Linked DNA regions of Mus musculus: region 1 is linked to region 2. A link is a contact called in public HiChIP or PLAC-seq data. All regions are on one chromosome and are shown on one strand. Each heading gives the region's core, a stretch centred on a gene start, on an enhancer-like site or on the middle of the called end of the contact. The rest is flanking DNA. Distances are from core to core; before and after follow the strand shown.

Region 1 (6,909 bases), core at 2,343-4,842, 80 kb after region 2:
TTAAGACACTCATCCTAGCTGTCTGGAAGCCAGTATCCTGTTAGCATCCTTCATATGAAGATGTAGAAATCTCAGCTCCTCCTGCTCCATGCCTGCCTGGATGCTGCCATGTTCCTGCCTTAATGATATGGACTGAACCTCTCTGAACCTGTAAGCTAGCCCCAATTAAGTGTTGTCCTTATAAGAGTTGCCTTGGTCATGGTGTCTGTCCACAGCAATAAAACCCTAACTAAGACAGGATGTGACACCAATCTGTGATCACCATGGTTTGGAATGCAAAGAATGAGCCTGAAGGGAAGAGCAGCGAGTCAAAGACTATTGTTGACCTTTAATGTCTCTTGTGCTTGCCCTAGCTATCACCTCTGGTCATTCTTACGACTCCATTTTTTTCTTTCCTACTTTTTCTTTGCCCCTTTCAGAATAGGAGCAGTAATTTCAGAATTTCTCTATATTTAGCAAGCACATAATATGCTTCATCTTCCAGAATCATATTAGGAAGGATACTGACTTAAGATGTAAATATACAGGGCTTTTCTACACCTGCCCTTGCTCTGAAATGATGAAACGCAATATTTTTATTAATGATCTTCTTGCACTATAGCTGGGCAAATACTGAGCTATTCTAACACAACTGTGCTGGCCTGGCCTACTTCCCACTATGTGGTGTTACTTGGCATCTGGGTCTTGTCCTAGCTGTTCTTGCTCCAGAGGTTGTTCCTACCCCATTGGTGTCCTCCTGGACTCTCTTATGGCCACCTGCTCATGGCAAATCCTCACAGTCCAATCTTGCTTTCCTACTTCCACCAGGAACTCCCTCCTCCTCTCCTGCCCAGCTATTGGCTGATCAGCTCTTTAATAACCAGTCAGAAGTAATGGGGAACAATTTTTACATAACACTGAGACATGAAATGCTTGACAATGCCAAAGTCCAGACTGCAACCAGATCTCTGGGCACAGTAGCCAGCATCTGAATACACACACAGTCCACAAAGCCATTCCCCAACATTGAGGTGGATTGCACTTCAACTGTCAGGGATTTACATGATACTTAGATGAGACTTTTGACTTAGACTAGCAGTCATGTCCAGGCTTTCCACAATACAACACCATCATCCACAATTTCATGCTTGAGAGTTACACAGTCAAGTTTTTAAAATTACTTTTTATTCAGTGCTGAGGCTGAGGTCCAGGGCCTTGTGTATTGTAGGCAAGGGCTCCACCACTGAGCCAAATCCCCAGCTCCAAAATCTCAAGGTGCTTTACGGAAGTTTAGGACTTTGTTTTGGGCTGTGTTCAGTTCTGTCCTCAGCCACATGCAAACTGGTGCTAAAGCCAATGACAAGAAGAAGGCATAGCTATTCATTTCAGACACATTATACATCAAAGCAAAGAAAGTTATCAAGGATCAGACAATAAAGGGACTGGTTCTCCAAGAAGAAATAATAATACTTAACATATATGTGCCTGACGACAGACACCAAAATATGTCAGACCAACCTAGAAGGAAGAATGAGGAAGAATAGAAAAATTCATCATTATAGGTAAAACTTTGACACTTTTCTGTCAGAAATTCACAAGTTTGGTGGGCAGAAAGTCAGAAGAAAACTCAGTGAAAATAAATCTACTAGATATACTTATACCAGTGGATTAATCTGCCAGAACTACACACTGCACATTATTTTTCAAGCTCATTGGGAACTTTTATCAAGACAGATAATACTCTGGGCTATCAAATACTCCTAGAAAGGAAACAATAAAGGCTCTGCTACCAAGCACAATGGAACTAATGGATTAACCAATAACCAGAAAAAAAAAAACCCTGAAGAATGTCCAGATGAGGTATAAGCAGCATACTTATAGATAACAGCACTTATAGACAACAAATGAGTCAAAGGACAAAACCCAAGGAAAAAAATTAAGTGTTTAAAAAAAATAACTGAATAACAGCAAAAAGTCGCTTCATCAAAATTTGTGGGATGTGGAAAGCCTGTGTTTTGAGAAAAGCTGATAGCAGCAATAATAAATAGAAACAAAGTCATCCACTTCTACAGAAAGAGCAGAACAAGTTAAATCCCAAGGAAGCGAAAAGAAAAATAGCAAAGCCAGAGCAGAAGGACCAATGAGCTTACCCCTGAAAGGGAAACCAATAGCGACAGCGATAAGCCCAACTTCGGTCTTCTGACAATATTAGTATAGTCAGAAATGCAAAAGAGAATATTGCCATAGATCTATGAATGTAAATGGGATTGAGATAGATGATTGTGAACAATTTTGTCACTGCTTGGATAGTATAAACTAACTGAACCAGTTTCTTAACAGCAATCTGCCAAATGTCATAAGAAGAAGTGGACTATCTAACCAGGCCTGGATATATTCAAGGAAATGCGTTTGATCATCAGTAACTGCCTATTATAGACAGGTTCACACTGATCAAATATTTAAGGAAGAAATTTCTAATTTCTAATTTCTTTCTTAACAATCCAATGATAAATGCATGGGCATTTGTATTGAGAGTTCACTAATCATTTTCATTGTCTGTGAAATTACTCTCATGGTGGTGCATTGGAAACAATATATCTCATAGAGACATGTACTTGTGCATCCAACCATCCTTGTTAGTCGCCTTTAAGCCAAATAGCTATTGGGCATGAGGCTGTACGCTTTTGTAGACAACTCCTTTACACTTTGGCCTTCTGTGGTTAATAGAAGGAACCATTTTCATCAAACTAGGGAGTCATTTTTCTCCATTCATTTAATAAATACACACTGTGCTATAAACCAGTTTCTAAATATTTCTCAGAAAATAAGTACTGAGGTTGCTGCACACTGAGGTAGAAATTGTGTTTCCTAAATGATTTCTGCTTTCTCTTCTTCCTCTGCAAAAGAAGGTAGAAAGACAGAAAGATGATATGTCTGGTCACCCATAAGAGTCATGGGTGAAAGGTTACTGAGAAAACTAGCATAACAAATTAGTTTAGCTAGAAGTGGTCAATGAGAGGCTTCTAAAAAGAAAAAAAAAAAAAAAAGACCCAGGGGACACTGCCTGTTTGCATACCTGCCCTCAAGAAAGTTTCACAGCAGGTGTTTAAGTGCGCTTTCACAAAAAGGGTCTGAAAGTCCTGTTCAGATTCTTCTTGCTTTGTGTGTGTGTGTGTGGGGGGGTGTGTGTGTGTGGGTGTGGGTGTGTATGTGTGTGTGATTGTAGCATTCCTATGTCCAGGGCCTGGGGCAGGACTGAGATGAGGAGTTGTGGTTTCTATGACTCACTTTAGGGAAGAATTCTGGTTTCTATGACTTGCTTCCCAGGAGCAAAGTGGGTGAGGCAGGAGGACAGGGAAAGGTCATAGAGGGACTTTGTTTCTCAGAATGTTTAATCTCCTGTCCTCAAACTGTCAAAATACCATACTTTGGGGTATTATTTTCTGAAACTCAATAAAGTTTAATTCTTATTTGAGAAACAATGTATCCAGCCCCAGATAATGAATCAGGATTAGTGTAACCCCAAAGTTTCCAAACTGTGCACTCATTCCCCAGGGGGTCAAAAGTAAACTCACTTGGGGTGATGTTGTCATGACTTATTTCAAAATGTCGAGGGAAACAGAGAGACTCAGTGGCACGCACACACTGCCATCGTGGTGGCAGTTTCCCCCTAAGATCATGCATTCCTGGGCTATGTCAGTCATATCGATGCAAAGCTGGGCTGTCCATTCCTGCTGTGACAAAGAGCAAGGACCACTGGAAATGAGAATGGCATTATCTGGTGTGATTCCAAGATTCCAGAATTACAGAAGGCACAACAGATATCAATCCTTGGTTATCTATTGGTTGACTGGTCCATTGCTCTACAGATATCCGTATCGCACACTAACATTGTAGCTATTTTTAAATGACGAATAAGTACCATCAGGACTTTAACATCACTTGTGTTTTAGATGGCTCTCGGGCTGAACATTAAACTCCTGTGGGGCTTCATTGAGATCAGGAAAACCATTCTGAGTTCCCAGTGGAGCTTGAGCAAAGGAGTCTGAGGTTCTAGTGAAGCCACACAGTCCTCCTCTCTCCCTTTTCTCCATGCAGCTCTGCACAATCAAGATCCAATTGTGGAAAAGTGGGATCTGCTGGGTGGGGCTGAAGAGAAGGCTTTGCTTACCTGACAGAGGACAGCCACAGCCAGCACTACTAACCTCCTCCAATAGCCCACTCCATTAGTACAGGAGTCCCCCAAGTGTCAGGTAAAGACTAATCAGTAGACGATGCTCCAGTCAAGGGTAGGCGAAGAGGATAGATGTGTCAAGGTTTGAGGTACCACTTTTAAAAGGTTTGAGTACTGCCTCTACTTCTATCCTAGCATTTGAAATGTAAATGAAGAAAATATCAAAATAAAAAAATCTAAAATAAAAAAGTCTGAATTAAACAATGATAATATCAGAAGGATAAGAATGTCAGATATCCTTGTTTTTAACTACATTCACTGAGGTCTTAAAAATATCTTTGCTATTATTCTATATCTATATTTCATATATTAAAATGATAAATTTTATCTATCATAAATGATAAATATTCTTTAGAAATTCTTTTACATTATTCAAAAGTAGAACAAAACCATAATTTTTGGAACAAAGTTGGAGCTTACTAAGAAAAAGTTTTAACGTGGGCATCAATGGAGAGAAAGACCTATGATGAGGGAAAGGCTAGCACATATCCAAGAAATGGGTATGGATTTTTCTAGAGAGAAAGTCATACTTAAGGGACTTAACGATAGCATGTATATGATTTATGTGGCCTCTAAAACTATAGTCTTCAAAGGGTTTCTACAGAACTTATTTTCCTAGTTTGCTGTTTTTCGTGTGTGTGTTTGTGTGTGTTTTGTTTGGTTTTTGCGTTTTATTTTGTAAATGTAATCATAGGGCTGTTCCTACACTGGTATAGTGGTTTGAATAGGTATGGCTCCCATAGACTCATATGTTTGAATGCTTGCCCCTAGGGAGCTGCACTGTTAGGAGGTGTGGCTTTGTTGGAGGAGGTGTGTCATTATGGGGGCAGACTTTGAGGTCTTCTATGCTCAAGCTATGCCCACTGTGGCAAACAGTCCCCTTCTGTTGCCTGCAAGTCAAGATGTAGAACTCTCAATTCCTTCTCCAGCACCATGTCTGCCTGGATGCTACCATGCTTCCCGTCATGATGATAATGGGCTAAACCTCTAAAAGTGAAAAACAGTACCAATTAAATGTTTTCCTTTATAAGAGTCCCTAGGTCATGATGTCTCTTAATTCACAGCAATAAAGTCCTAACTAAAACAACTGGGTAGGAGTACAGGCTAATAAAACAAACCATAGGTCAAAAGGGTTGAATTAAACAGGTTCACAAGGGAGTTAAAGCATGAACTGAATATAAACAAAGTCTACAATCTTGTCTGTGAGGGCCTCAAAAAGTTACAGCTTTAGAGCTGAAAAGCAGAAAATTAAACACAAAGGATTTAAGCATTGTTAATTGCTATTTTAGCATTGTTCCATAGACTATGATAAGAAACATGTCTTTATGCACACAATCTTCACAGCAAAGTTTGTTAGTTTTTATTGAGGTTCTTGACCTTCAAAAGGCAAGTGACTTCAGCCAGCCAGACTCAGGAAAAAGGGACTCATTTACTACCAAGTGCTTCTTTAGTTTTCCCTCTGATACTTTGATCCTTTAATGGTAAAAGTTGATAATACCCAAAGATCCATTTTAAAACCTTATCACTGGTGAAATACAGATATACCCTGCATACCCATGGATTCAAAGTCTTGACTTGTCTGATCTAATGGGAGCATGAGACATTCTAGGCTTGGATACTGTGATGGTTTGTATATTCTTGGACCAGGGAGTGGCACCATTTGGAGGTGTGGCCGTGTTGGAATAGGTGTGACCTGGTTGGAGTAGGTGTGTCACTGTGGGTGTGGGCATAAGATCCTCACCCTAGTTGCCTGGAAGTCAGTCAGTCTTCCACTAGCAGCTTTCAGATGAAGATGTAGAACTCTCAGCTCTGTCTGCACCATGCCTGCTGGATGCTGCCCTGCTCCCACCTTGATGATAATGAACTGAACCTCTAAACCTGTAAGCCAGCCCCAATTAAATGTTGTTTTTTATAAGACTTGCCTTGGTCATGGTGTCTGTTCACAGCAGTAAAACCCTAACTAAGACAGATACAAAGGGATCATCATTCCAGAGGAATCTGTGTGATGGTTTGTATATGCTTGGCCCAGGAATTGGCGCTATCAGGAGGTGTAGCCTTGTTGGAGTAGGTGTGTCACTGTGGGTGTGGGCTTAAGCCCCTTACTCTAGCTGCATGAAAGTCAGTCTTCCACTAGCAGCCTTCAGATGAAGATGTAGAACTCTCAGCTCTGCCTACATCATGCCTGTCTAGATGCTGCCATGCTCCTACCTTGATGCCTCTGAACCTGTAAGCCAGCCCCAATTCAATGCTGTCCTTTATAAGACTTTCCATGGTTATGATGTCTCTTCACAGCAGTAAAACCCTAACTAAGACAATCTGGAATTCAGGAGTTCTATTCGCACCAACAGTAAGAGTATAATAGATTGTCCTGTCTAATCCTAAAACTAGCATGAAAATATATCAGGGCCTATTTTTCTTCTATGAGGTGCCTGAGCGTGATGGTATGAAGAAAACATTACAGTTTAAGGCAAAATCATAGATTTAATTTGGACATGCAAATTTTGGATGACTGAAGACAGACTGGTCCAGTTGTCAAATAAATACAGTCCTCTAATAATGACACAGGTTCCTCATAGTACTGTTGTCAGCTTATCAAGGACATCAAATGAGAGGATGTCAGCTTTTCTCCTTACTTTAACTTTTGGGTTTAGAAGCAAGACACTTTGGGCTATAGACACACACACACACACACACAC
Region 2 (7,783 bases), core at 2,030-4,529:
ATCCCAGCACATTTTGCCAGGAGATGAGAGGTTTTGCATGCTGATACACAAATTCAGGGGGTACACCAAAACTTGTACTGAGGCTTAGATTTTTCCTAATTCTCTGGAAATTTTTATTAGATATTAAGACAACACACATTGAAAAAAAACCTTAAACATTGTTCTAAGTATAAAAATAAGATGAAACATTTGGCAAAAGAAAGAAAACTTGAGTTATAACCCCACAAAACTCCCAGCTGCCTTAAGATTCCTGGCCAAGCCAAGACCAAGATGAAGGGATTCTGTCCTTGCTATGTGATGTGATACACAGGAGTTAATATGGATAAAAATTATGGTTAATGAAAGGGAGGTGTGCAAATGTACTCTTTGTATCATCACTAAATGCCAAATAGTTGAGGCTTTTCATCTACTGTGAGTTAACCACAAGATACACTGTACTATATCCTGTGGGACCAAGACATTAAAATGCCCCCTCCCCAGACTGTGCTCATTAACAGGACTAACAAGTTTGCATAATAAATATGTACATATAGGTTATGATATTTGCTTCTTTCTTTCTATTCCTTTTCTCTCCTTCCTTTTCTTCTCCCTCTCTCTTTACAGTGTTAGGGATCATAACCAAGGCATTGACTATGTATGTGTGCAGGACAAAAACTCCACAGCTGACCTGTAGTCACAGCCCCCAGGTTTGCATATTCACAGGCATGACTGAATAGTGACATTATTAAAACCATCTTTGGTTTCCACCCTTTCTAGAGATAAGATGGTAATGTGAAAGCAATTGTTGTCAATACATACAGCCAAGAGTAATTTAGGAAAGGGGGGGGGAAGTGTGTGTGTGAGAGGGGCAGGGGAGGGGGAGGGAGGAGGGAGAGGGAGTGGGGGAAGGGGAGGGGAGAGGAAGGGGAAGGGGAGGGGGAAGGGGAGGGGGAAGGGGAGAGGGAGAGGGAGAGGGGAAAAGGGAGGGAGGGGGAGAGGGAGGGGGAGGGGGAGGGGGAGAGACTATGAGGGGATCACATGTGTGTGATGAGGAGTCAGCACCCATGTTATCTGGTTATTTCAGAGCACTAAGAATATTACCTCGTGTTCTCTACCATCTATTTTTTCTTTTTAAACTTTTTACAATTAATTTGTTTTGAGAAAGGGTTTTGCTATGTACCTCAGGCCAGTCTTAACCTCCCAACCCTCCTGCCTCAGCCTTGCTGGTGCTGGGCTCACAAGCCTGTGGTGCCACCCATGGCTCTGGCTTTTGCACATCGATCTAGCCACTCTTTGGCATCTACTCTTCTTCCTAGGTTATTTAGGCACAGATTTCAGTGAGAGGAGAGTCTCCTATCAAATATCTTGTGTTCCCTTAAAAATAGGACTTGTCAGAAAGTGTCTGTCACAGGTCGCTTATCAGAGGTTTATAATGATAAAAGAAAGTTGATTTGGTTGCAAAATCAAAGTTTTATTTAGCCCAATATACAATGAATATATATACTTGAAAAATTGATATCTTAGTTTAGGTTTTACTGCTGTGAAAAGACACCATGGCCAAGGCAACTCTTATAAAGATAACATTTCATTGGGGCTGGCTTGCAGTCCCCAATGATAAAGGATAATGGATAATGGATATCCAGTCCATTATCATCAAAGGGGGAGCTTGGCAGCATCCAGGCAGATGTGAGGCTGGAGGAGATGAGAGTCCTACATCTCCATCCAAAGCCTGACAAGAGAATACTGGCTTCCAAGCAGCTAGGAGGAGAGTCTTAAAGCCGATGCCCACAGTGACATACCTACTCCAACAAGACCACACCTCTTAACAGTATACTACTCCCAGGGCCAAGCATAGGCCAACCATCACAGTTGAGGAGTTGGAACTGGAAAGATGGCTAAACATTCATACTACTTTTATAGAGGACCCAAGTCATAGCACCCATGGAGCAGTCCTACTTGTCATTTCAGTTTCAACAGATCCAATCCCTCTTTCTGGCCTCTCCAGACCTCTCCATGCACATGATACATGTGAGCTAACACACGCACACACACACACACAAATAAATAAACCCGTGTTTGAAAGTAGGGGAACACCTTTTTACTATTTGCATTAGTAATATATAACATGTAACACAAGCAAGATTTCTCGTGCGTAATGTTTGATAACATAAAATATCACACAACAAAACACTTGACATCTGTTTTTTAAAAGTATTACGTTGGAAAGAAGACGGTGATGTGGAATAGCACACAATGCGTGCTTACACTCTTATAAATTCCACGCAGTGCAAAGCTGTCTGGAGAGACACAGAGAGGGTGAAGCCTTTGCCACGGGAGAGAAAAGGGAAGCAAGAGACAAAGGCGTGACAAGGGGGACACAGAAAATCCTCTGGGGTGTCGGAAATACGTGTCATCTTGACTCTTGCTGATGGTCGCAAAGATGTGTGCATGCATTAAAACTTACCAACATGTACATTTTGAATATGTACAGGTTGTAAAATGATGGTTATACTCAATAAACCCTTACAGAGCTCTCGTCTTGATGGGTTACCTCACAATTCTTCATATACACTGTGCTAGTATAATGACTGCGCCCACATCTACCTTGGACTTAAGGTAACACATCAAAACTAAGAAACAGGACTATAGCTGTGTAAGCCATGGGGTGGGTTCAGTATCTGGGGGAGGGGGAGGGTGAGTCCATCTTTTGATGTGTAGAGGTCAAGAGCCCAGTGACTTTATCTTAATCTTTTCCACTAGCACTCATCAGTTTGCCTTTTATCATCACAGAAGTCACTTTCACAACTCTCCCTCCCGGGATATCTTGAAAAGCTGGAGCTACGTAATTCTAGAACGTTATCTCGCAGGACTGTAGCTGCATAAGCCATGGTGTGGGTTCAGCAGCTTCGGTTGGTAAGGAGGAAAGGATGAAAAGCAATGTTCTGAAGACATAAGAAGTTGGGCATCTTAATTCTTATCATTAGTATCTAGAAGAAGAGAATCACTTGTTAGTACATATTAATTGTATAAAATGGGTTTGTAGTAATGTTTTCAGACAGGCATATATACACTACAGCTACCCTGAAAAAATACATTTGGAAAAGCTTGGGGTTTAGATCTCAAGGCAGGCCCTCTATTCGATCCACACTACAGCCACACACGGAGGCTTCCTTCTCTGGTCAATGCTTTAATATAGAACCTTATCGTCACTGTGGTCTGCCCATTGCTTCTCAGCTCCGCCCCTGTCTACCTCAGCCACTCAGTACCTTTCACTATCTGACTCATCGAGGGTTTTCATGCTGTAAAGCACTCCAGGAAGCAGATTCAGGCAGAGTTTGGCTTTCCAGATGTTTACCAGGGAGCGGTGCTAGGGTCAACACCCATGCAAAGGAGGGGGCCTACTCAGGATTGAGAAGAGGGAGAAAGCCAAATGAAATGCAAGCCAACCATTCAGGGTGCTGTGAAACTTGAAACAACACACAGCGGGCGTCCTGCTGCCGGGGTTGAGAGGTGGGGGGTGAGGGACGGGTGTGACCTTGGCTTGCTTGTGGGAGGAAGGGTGTGACCTTGATCTGGAAGTGGGGGAGAAAGGTGTAATGTAATGAGGCTTCTGAGCAGTTGAGCCAGTGTCTGAGAGTGCCGCCAGTGGGTACCGGCAGCAGCAGGTCCCTCGAGAGATTTAAACTGAGCTGGCCTCTGGACCAGGTCAAGCTCCCCATATTCCATCATTCACACTTCTCAGTATACCTTTTTCCTAACAAAAATAACTCCACGAGGTTGGAGGTTGTAATGCCTGCTGCAGCGTTCACCCCGTTTCTCTAATGCCTCCTGCTGACATCAAACACAATCTGATAGTCTGATTGATGATTGAAAGATGGGGAACCAAGTTTAGAGTCCACTGTGAAGAGCAGAGTTTCTTAGCAGAAGTTTGCTTTGGTGTGTGTCAGAGTTTGTGACGCTGGGATGGCAAGGCAGTCTTCAGGTTCCAAAACTACCAGCCTAGTAGGTCAGTCTCAGCTCTATACCTCAAGGAAGGGTTCTTGAGACTCTGCCCCACCCCCTGAGTATTCATACGCTGTGAATGGCATGTAAATGAGAGAGACATTTCTTCAGTGGTTTAGCCACTAGTAAGGTGTCTATGCTTCTGCAAGTGTCCCAGATGAAACTTATTTGTGTTTTTTCCCTGCCCCCTCCCCCTACACATACCACATCTACAAACAGAAAAAAAATAGAAGCAAGGACTAGGTGGGAAGAAGGGGATCATGAAGGGTTAATATAATCAAAATATATTCTATGCAGAGATGAGCACAAAGATGCCACAATGAAGCCCACTATTATATAATTAACATATGCTAATTGTTTAAATGAGACTGCCCTCCTCCTACAAGCTATATATGTGTGTGGTTGGCCCCCAGTTGGTGAAACAGTTGAGAAGGATGGGTGTGGCCTTTTTGGAGGAGGTGGGACACTGTGCAGACAGTGAGGTTTCAAAAGTCCACACCATTCTAGTGAGCTCTCTCTCTCTCTCTCTCTCTCTCTCTCTCTCTCTCTCTCTCTCTCTCTGTCTCTCTCCCACTCATGCTGTGATCGGATGTAAGCTCTTAGCTACTGTTCCAGCACCACGCCTACCTGCCTGCCGCTATGCTCACCATGATGGTCATGGACTTACCCTCCAGAACTGTAAGCCACAATAAACTCTCTTATACATTGCTTTGGTCACAGTGCTTTGTCAAAGCCGTAGTCACAGTGGTAGAAAAATAACCAAAACACTAATGAACACCTTTCTAAGTACCTCAAACTAGTCATCTCAGTTAAAAAAAATAAAATAAATCAGAGCCTTGTTTGATTTTTGACACTTTGCAGTTTAATATTGGTTTTAGTTTGCAGTTTATTTTACAGTTTTATGAATAGATGAGGACAAACAGTACTGCCCTCTCATTGTTCAAGGTCTTCCAAGGGTTTAAATGAGCCCTTTCCTACACTCTCCACTACATGACCCTGAGTTTACAGTTCAGCCCTATGATCCACTGTGCCTTATAAGCACCTGCAGTGGAGAAGAGTACACACATACCTGCGGCTGACATGTGTGTACACATTAGGAAACTCCTACATGAATAGGAATGGCTCACTGCCTACAGACTTTCCTCCTGAACAAAGCCTTTCCTTAATTTTTTTCCTTGCTTCTGCTGACTTTCCAATTTCATCACATGCTGTGCACATTTTTATCTCGTTGCTCTAAACCCAAAAACATGTCTCTCAGTTAGACCATAAGCTTTGAGGGAGTAGATCTCATTCATCTCTTCTATGTTGCAAGTCCAGATTGCCCAGTAAAGGTTTTATGACTTTAATTAGAATAAAAACAGAGCAACTCTCTTTACAAAGACAAAAATGAAAGACTTTAGACCATCTGTGGTGTGCTAAAAGCAGTGAATGAATGAATGAATGAATGAATGAATACTGCACAGGGCTTAGCAAGCTGAAAGTCAAATGTTCTTGATTCTCCTGTTGTTTTAGATGGAAGTATAACGACCACCTGAAAAGTACCCCCAAATACCAGTGTCCTAGTCAATGAACATCACAGAATGAACACTTAAAACCACCCAGACATCCAGCTTTAAATTTTCCTTTGTACCAGAAAACGTATCTGAACCCTCAGTGGCTTTTCAAACCCTTAGAAATGGGCAACTGTCACTCCTGGTTTCTTTATAGGTTGCCAAGGCAGTAGCCTGCCAGTCACATCCACCCTTTCAATGGCATCTTCTTTGAAACCTAGTCAACTTTTTAAAGACTCTCCCCCCTCCTTTATCGCTTACTTTAGTGAGGCCCCACTTCTTCCTTTGTCTCTCTTTACTGTGTTAGTTTTGTCCCATATTCTTCCTACTTGAAACAGTTTGCCCACTTCCTGTCAATTGTCTGACCTCTCTTCTTATTTTAACCCCTTGGCTATGTATATATACATACATATATAAACACAGAGAGAGAGACACACACACTCACAAACATGAGTAAAATTCCAAAAGGAACTGAAGCCATGATATGTACTTTAAGTAAGACCCATGTGTGAATTCTTCACTCAATCCAGACGTCAGAGATTCAAGTGTGTCTGTGAGGCTAACTAGAGAAGATGATACATTTAGAGAAAATGGTTCAGTTTTCTGGATGACAGTTACAAGACTTCGAAGAAACTGAAACTGCCTGAGGACCTCAAAGGGTTAATAATAAGAGTTGTACCCAGGAGATGCGTGTCACAACACTACAAACAGAGCTGCAACAGAAACTTTCGAAAAACCGATTAACTGAAAATGTCGTTCATTAGTCAGTCTAGAAGGAAGAGAATTAATAATCGCAGAATGACTGCTCCGTTGGAAATGCCTCAGCTTTGCCCACAGCCCTTGAGTTAGCCTTTTCAAACTTTTTTTCATTTTATGCTTCAATGTCTTTCCATTTCTTGTCAGTCTCTTGTCATTTGAAGAGTCAATGTCTGTTGGGATTTTTGATAAAAAGCCATTTTCTGCAAAGCATATTAATTTTCTCTTTGCTTTAAATGAGACGCTCCTAATTTTGTTCTGAACTCAGCTATTTACTGGTGGGTAGATTTGAACTGGGCTGTGTAAGGGCTGAAAGACTGACGTGAGACAGAAGTGTTAAACATCATGGTGAAGATAGTTAATGAGACTGAAGGCAGGAGCCCACACCCACAGGGGTAGGCAGAAGATGATGAGCTAGAGGCCAGCCTGGACTGTAAAGCAACAAGTGAGATTTCAGCTTAATACAGGGACTGGAGAGAGGGCTGAACAATTGCTGCTCTTTCAGAGGTCCGGATTTGTTTCATAACCCTAACACTAGGCTGTCCATCGCCACCTATAAATTCAGCTATGGGAGATCTGACACCATCTTCTAACCCCCATGGGCACCGCAAACAGATGTCTATCCCCACACAAAGACAAACACACATACACAAATAAAACAAAAACTTTTTAAAAAAGACAAAAAAAAATGAAGATACTAGGATATGGTAGCACTCCCATAATCTACCAACTCATTCAAGTGGCCACTGTAAAATATTTTTGCCATTTGGAAAAGATATCAAAGGCAATGCTGATACCAAACTCCATATAGACTATTGCTCAGTTACCAAATACTAAGAACTCTTATTGTATTGTTTTAATGAGCAAATTCATTCAATGTACAATATAACAACATTACTGGGTGGTATTTATTATTGAATCTCCTTTTGAGATGGAGGAAAGTAAGGCCCAAATGCATGCAGTTCCCTCTTTCATAGGGAAAGTTTCAAATTAGAAAGATTTCATACATAACTAGCCAGTAGGCTACTTAAGGCTCAAGCCATTAAAAAAAGGCCACAGTGCTTCAATAGAGCCCTGATCCAGACAGCAACATCAAAATTATAAGTGCAATGGCAGAACCACAAATAAAATCAATGTTCAAGTCATTCATTTCCAAAACTAAGCCTGAGCTCTTCTTTCTCAAACACTTCAGAATCACTACCCAAAGGGGAAGTTTTATAAAATAAAATTGTGACTTCCCTAAAATCCCTTGATAAGATTTAGAGTTAAGTTTAAGAAAGAGAGAGCAAGGCTGGCGCAGAATCTTCTAGACTGGATTTTTAACTACCAAGGGGCAGCGATGTATGAGCAGGCTACACTTCACAGCCTGCCTGAGGTAGAATGGCTTAGGAAAACTGCCTCAGGAAGTCAGGAGACAATATGAGCCTCTAAGACTTTCCGTACCTTGCTAGTCACAGGAAATCTTAAAATACCAAGTCCACTCAGCCCACGTCTCC

The links. HiChIP or PLAC-seq counts read pairs in DNA pulled down with a chosen protein or histone mark.
Region 1: a contact with region 2 is called in an HNF4G HiChIP or PLAC-seq map of pancreatic cancer cells. The contact joins two enhancer-like sites. A contact is called at or near these places in 1 of 15 datasets of contacts at CTCF or cohesin (CD8 T cells), 1 of 484 Hi-C or Micro-C datasets (embryonic somatosensory cortex) and 3 of 115 datasets of contacts at active chromatin or transcription factors (CD8 T cells, liver and pancreatic cancer cells).

The regions. Positions count from the first base shown.
Region 1 is chr3:115,834,774-115,841,682 of GRCm38.p6, forward strand. No RefSeq gene overlaps it. Among named protein-coding and RNA genes, the nearest start is that of A930005H10Rik, 50 kb to the right of the region's middle. Within about 2 kb of position 3,593, at least 41 of the 459 cell types and tissues checked have an H3K27ac peak or open chromatin away from gene starts, as enhancers often do. A contact at or near this core is called in pancreatic cancer cells, where this site is marked.
Region 2 is chr3:115,755,317-115,763,099 of GRCm38.p6, forward strand. No RefSeq gene overlaps it. Among named protein-coding and RNA genes, the nearest start is that of S1pr1, 44 kb to the left of the region's middle. Within about 2 kb of position 3,280, at least 74 of the 459 cell types and tissues checked have an H3K27ac peak or open chromatin away from gene starts, as enhancers often do. A contact at or near this core is called in pancreatic cancer cells, where this site is marked.